Linked DNA regions of Danio rerio: region 1 is linked to region 2. Evidence: chromatin contacts called from public Hi-C data. All regions are on one chromosome and are shown on one strand. The core of a region is the stretch at or near the end of the contact, and the rest is flanking DNA. Distances in the headings are between cores, read along the strand shown. Region 1 overlaps tp53i13 (tumor protein p53 inducible protein 13). Region 2 overlaps tp53i13 (tumor protein p53 inducible protein 13).

Region 1 (2,700 bases), core at 89-2,588, 190 kb after region 2:
CACACCAGCTATTGGAGTGGAGAGACAGAGATAAAGCCAATTCGATGGATGAGGGACACTGGGGTTACACCGCTACTCTTTAAAAAAAGTGCCATGAGATGTTTTAATGACTAGAGAATCAGGACCTCTTTAACATCTCCTCCAAAAGTTCACTGACAAGTAGTGTCCCTTTCACTATACTATAGATATACATAGATATATAGATATACTCAGATATAGCACCCCCTGCTGGCCTCACTAACACCACTTCCAACAGCAATCTAGCTTTCCCATGTGGTCTTCCATCCATGTACTGACCAGGCTCAGCCCTGCTTAGCTTCCGTGAGTAGCTGGTCGTGGGCTGCAGGGTGGTATGGCTGTTCTTCGCACTAAGCTATCATATGGATTTGTTTTCGCAAAGAAATTAGCAGAAGAGATTCTATTCTGTAATATCACATACAACCTTGAAAAGAGAAGAAAAGGTATGACGTGGTTCTTTACATTGGTCTTAGATTGGAAATCTACACTCAAAAACAAATGCATGGATATGTTTTAAGCACAGCGACACTGTGGCCACAGCAAGAAGGTCGAAGTTTGAATCAGGCTGGGTCAGCAGACATTTCTGTGTGGAGTTTGCATGTTCTCTCTGTGTTCGTGTGGGTTTCCTCCAGTTGCTTCGGTTTCCCTCAGAGTCCAATAACATGCGCTATAGGTGAATTGATTAACTAAATTGGCCGTAGTGTATGTGTGTAAATGAGTGTGTATGGATGTTTCCCAGTACTGGGTTGCAGCTGGAAGGGCATGTGCTGTGTAAAACAACTGCTAGATAAGTTGGTGGTTCACTCTGTTGTGGTGACCCCTGATGAATGAAGGGACTAAGCTGAAGGAAAATGAATCATTTAAGCACACTAAATGACTGCACACGTCCCACATGCTGTACATGCTTTGTCAAATAGACCAACTATGTGATGCTTTTAAAGTGCTGAAGCTCTAGTCTCACTTAAGGTTACACAGGGTACATCAGCTCGAACATGCTTCCTGCAATGCTATAAATACAAATGTGAGCTGAGAATCAGTTTTCTCACGGTTGTATTCTGAGGCAAGTGTTTACAATACAAGCTCGGCTGCAAACGTGTGTGTATATGTGTGAGTGGCTGAAAGCAGGTAGCTGGGTGCTGTGTGGTACGTGTTTAAAGACGGGCGCGTACGTGCCGACCTGCCCGTGCTCGAGAGTGTGACTCTGCTGGTGCGGTTGGCCCGATACGTACCTGACCGCAGCACATCATAGGAGAGAGATAGGAAGGCAGAATGAGAAAAAGAAAGAGAGAAACAACGAAAACAGCATCACAGCATCCGGCGTGTGGCGCACAATTTAGCGTGGGTACAACATGCAGCCCAGAAACCCACACAGGTTTCACTTCTGCCTGCTGTGGCAGCAAGTTCACACTCCGCACATAGGGGTGAAAAGTTCACATGGAGGTCAGAGCAAACACAAGCGATCACAAAATGTCACAGTCAGAAAGAAACCCGATTTGATGCATAACAAATGCAAGAAATGTGCAACTGAAGTTTCAAATGAAGAGCTGGAACTGAATTAAACTGCTTTAAAAAATAAGAGACTTCCAGTGTAAATGAGTGAAAACAAAAAAAGCATTAGCTACATTTTTTTTTCTTTATTTAATGTGTATGTGTAGCTATTAAAGAGAAATAGGAAGAAAACCAAAACATAACCACTTTGGTGGGCCAAAGAGGAAAAGGATCATATCAAGAATCTAGCATTTAAATGTTATTACTGTGTGTGTGTCAGAGCGGCGCTCAAAGTGAGGGCAGCAGAAGGCAGCTGGGTTTTAAGGGTGAGGGGGGTTGAGTCGTTCTCATGGCCTCTCGGTCTGCGCTGGCCTTTAATTCAGTCGTGCTATTGGTCAGAGTAGCTCGGTGACACAGTCAGTCCCCACCACACACCAGAGGCAGCAGCCACACAAGCGTTCAGGCACGCCGGAGGAGAGAAAGTGAGTAAGTGAGAGAGAGAGAGGGAGAGAGAGAGAGAGAGAGAGAGAGAGAGAGAGAGAGAGAGAGAGAGAGCGCAAGATGTTGAGTGTCAGTGTACGGTGTTAAATGAAAGTGTCAGAAATTCATGCACTAGTGACTTAGCCAACCAGCAGAGCGCTGAAGCATGGAGGTCTGCTGTGGTGGAGAACAGTCTAAAAGGAAGAGTCTGCCCTCTGCTGGTGGACAACTAAACTACAGCACTGACACAATGCATGCTCTACTAAACAATTTCAGCTCATTCTGACATTCACACAACTATGTTTGGTCTTCTTTTATGTTTATAGTCAATTTTATGTTTACCTTTTAATAGGGGAAAATTTTATTTTATATTTATTTTATATTACAATATATTTCTAATACTTACATCATAGGTCTACTCAAAATGTAATTTCGGTCTTAAAAACAAACTGTTATTACATTTGAATACATTTTAATATTTAAATACATTGGAAATATTCAGATTTTTAAGGGGAAACTTATTTTTTATGCTCAATCTGCTTAAATTTGTTTCGTTAACTTAATCGATTAAGGTAGGGAGTACAGGAAAAATTGTGTGGAATAGGCATGGGCCCGTTTCTGAGGATATGACTACCTAGGATAAAAATATCACGATATAATTGTGATTTCTGCTCTAAAATAAGTTATTTTTAAACGTCTGGGTAAAAACCCATT
Region 2 (2,700 bases), core at 169-2,668:
ATAAAGCAATGCAGTTAAACACCAGCATATTACTCTATTCTTAACCCTAACCCCAAGTAATTCACACAGTTTCAAAAGCTATTTTGAAAATTGACCACGCCACACGTGTGTAGGAACAGCTTACACACAGCTTACTGATTTAAATCAGTAAATGCAGAAGCACGCGTCATGTTTTGGACACAATATGTGAACAGCCCCATAAAGATTTAACCTGAGAGATACAGTACAAGCACTGATCTATAATAGATACGTGATAATAAGCTGTTCTGGGTGACTACAACTTATAACTCACAATTAAATACATATTTTGCAAACTACACAAAAACGAGGCAACAATTTTAATCACACTTACATGTAATGATCCGGAGGAAGAAGAAACTGGCCTATTTGAACTGTAACAGTTACTGACAAAGTTCCGTTCTTCGCGTCATGATCAGTCTCTTGATCCCTCACGCTCTGCTAGTGCCTGAAGGTAAGGCGCGCTCACAATTGACCAGATCTGGAACTACATATTTGGTGGTACCGTTTCGACGTCGATACGTTCTAACAAAAGATCCAAACTTAACTCGATTCATTTATTTAACTCTGAGTCAACTATTTCATTAAAGAATCAAAAATTTTCAACATGGTGCACTTTCAGATTTAAACCTCAGCTGGATGTTTTCATTCACTTAATGCTGTTACACACTGCATGGAAGCTAATTTTCAAAAACCAATAGTAGGGTCTCTTAAAATAACTTGTTTTTCATTGTATGAAGGGGTCTTTATACAAACAATATGTTGCTGAACTTATATTTTAGGAAGAGTAATTACTTCAAAGAAGCTATAATGTAAGTTTTGCTTTGTTTAATAATGATTACTTCATAAATCCGCTATAAGATGCAGAACCTGTGATCATAATAATGAATCTACAGGTGTGCCCATACATTTGATTAGCTCATTACGTGTTAATTTGAATCCTATAGCTCTGTTCAGGACCAACTTCAAGAAGTTGCATGGAAAAAAAAAAAAAAAAAAAAATATCTGGAGGCAGATTCGCCTCCGTGAGAATGGATTTATACATAATGCCTTTTTGATTAGACATGATAGGTGCCCTAGTGCTTGTGCAAGACTGATTTTACCTCAGAGAGCATTTTGTGGATATTAGATTGGACAATGTGAAAATGTGACTGGTAAATGAGGGCAGACGTTCTCGATTACAGCATGGGGACGAGTCCCTAAAGGAAAACAGTTCACAGAAAGTCCACAAGACCCCCCCTTTCCACCCAGTGACAATTCTTCCCTGATTATCCAGGTGGGAGTGAAAATTACAAAAAGAAAAAACTAAAGGCACTTCCAACCTGCACCCCCCCAAACCCCCCCGACCCTCACCGGGCCTCCCTGCATGCCTGTCTGCTGACATCACCACTCTGATCGCTCTCCTCGGCTCTATCCTTCCCTTCAGCTCGGCTTCCTGCCCCCATGATGTCACACGCCATATGGTTTTCAGCGAGAATCAAGCCGGAAAAGAGATTTAGCTGGAAGAGAGGAGAGAAAAGGAGGAGGTTCGGCGTAGGGCGAGCGTAGGCCACAGAAAACAAAAGGCTGCTCTTCCCCTTGTGTGTATGTGTAGTTCTGAGGGGCTAATTAGGAAAGTTTAAAGAGCAGAGACCACTGAGCGGACAGCCATGTGCTCTACAGATGGGTCATTTGCTCGAACACTGAGACAACCAGTGACCACTGGTGCCAACATGTTGCTTGTAAGCCTCAGGATAGGGTGGCACTGTGACTAGGCTATTGCTGACTCACAGACCACCGAGTTGGTTTCACTGTGTCTACACCAGACCATGAATGGCGCGACACACATCAACAGACAGAGCCCATTACATACTGCATATGATGCAACATGAACAGTCACTGATGGCTGCAACTGCATTGGGACTGAAAAGTTGTGAATAAGGTGGCTCAGTGGTTAGCACTGTCGCCTTACAGCCAGTTGGCATTTGTGTGTGGGGTTTGCATGTTCTCCTTATGTTTGCGTGGGTTACCTCCGGGTGCTTTAGCTTCCCCCACAGTCTAAAGACAAGCGGTATATGTGAACTGGATGAACAAAAAATTGGCATTAGTGTATGCGAATGAGAGAGCTTACCTAACACCGAGTTGTGGCTGGAAAGGCATCTGCTGCATAAAACAAATATACCAGAGTAATTGTTGGTTCATTCCGCTGTGACAACCTCACAATCAGGGACTAAGCCTCAGGAAGGAACGAATGAAGTTAAGAATACCTTGCAAAGACTACAGACAATGGATAATTAGCAGATACAGTCCGTACCTGTATGATAGGAACTGTCTATATCAGCAGGTATAAATACTCCATATTATATTCAATTAGAGGAATTACATTTTCAGCTATACAAACCAAAAAGAAAACAGTGCTTGTTGACTATTTTGAATAAGATTTATGTTGGCCAAAAACTGGCCCCTGTTATGCTCACCCACCTAAATCTCAAGCATTTCTAGGTCATGGCACCAACAGTGACTTTAACCCCTCAAGTTGTACTGGCTTTGCTTCAGGCAGGATTTGAAGGTTTATTTCCAATAGTCAAATATCAGAAACCATTGGTATTGGCCCATGAATGCTTATGTTTATTATTATTGACTTGAGAAAAATTGACCATTGTTCAATAGCTGGCAGCTGGCTCTCTGCAACTCTCACATGGT

The links. A called contact is a pair of places that touch in the nucleus more often than the background predicts.
Region 1: a Hi-C map of embryo shows a contact between it and region 2, with 2.5 times the contacts expected there. The contact joins two enhancer-like sites. A contact is called at or near these places in 3 of 18 Hi-C or Micro-C datasets (caudal fin and embryo) and 1 of 4 datasets of contacts at active chromatin or transcription factors (caudal fin).

What each region holds. Positions count from the first base shown.
Region 1 is chr15:28,321,868-28,324,567 of GRCz12tu, forward strand. The region is part of intron 1 of tp53i13 (tumor protein p53 inducible protein 13); the gene reads right to left. Among named protein-coding and RNA genes, the nearest start is that of dre-mir-212, 48 kb to the right of the region's middle. Within about 2 kb of position 1,339, at least 39 of the 62 cell types and tissues checked have an H3K27ac peak or open chromatin away from gene starts, as enhancers often do.
Region 2 is chr15:28,136,278-28,138,977 of GRCz12tu, forward strand. All of the region lies in intron 1 of tp53i13 (tumor protein p53 inducible protein 13), which reads right to left. Among named protein-coding and RNA genes, the nearest start is that of hic1, 15 kb to the right of the region's middle. Within about 2 kb of position 1,419, at least 21 of the 62 cell types and tissues checked have an H3K27ac peak or open chromatin away from gene starts, as enhancers often do.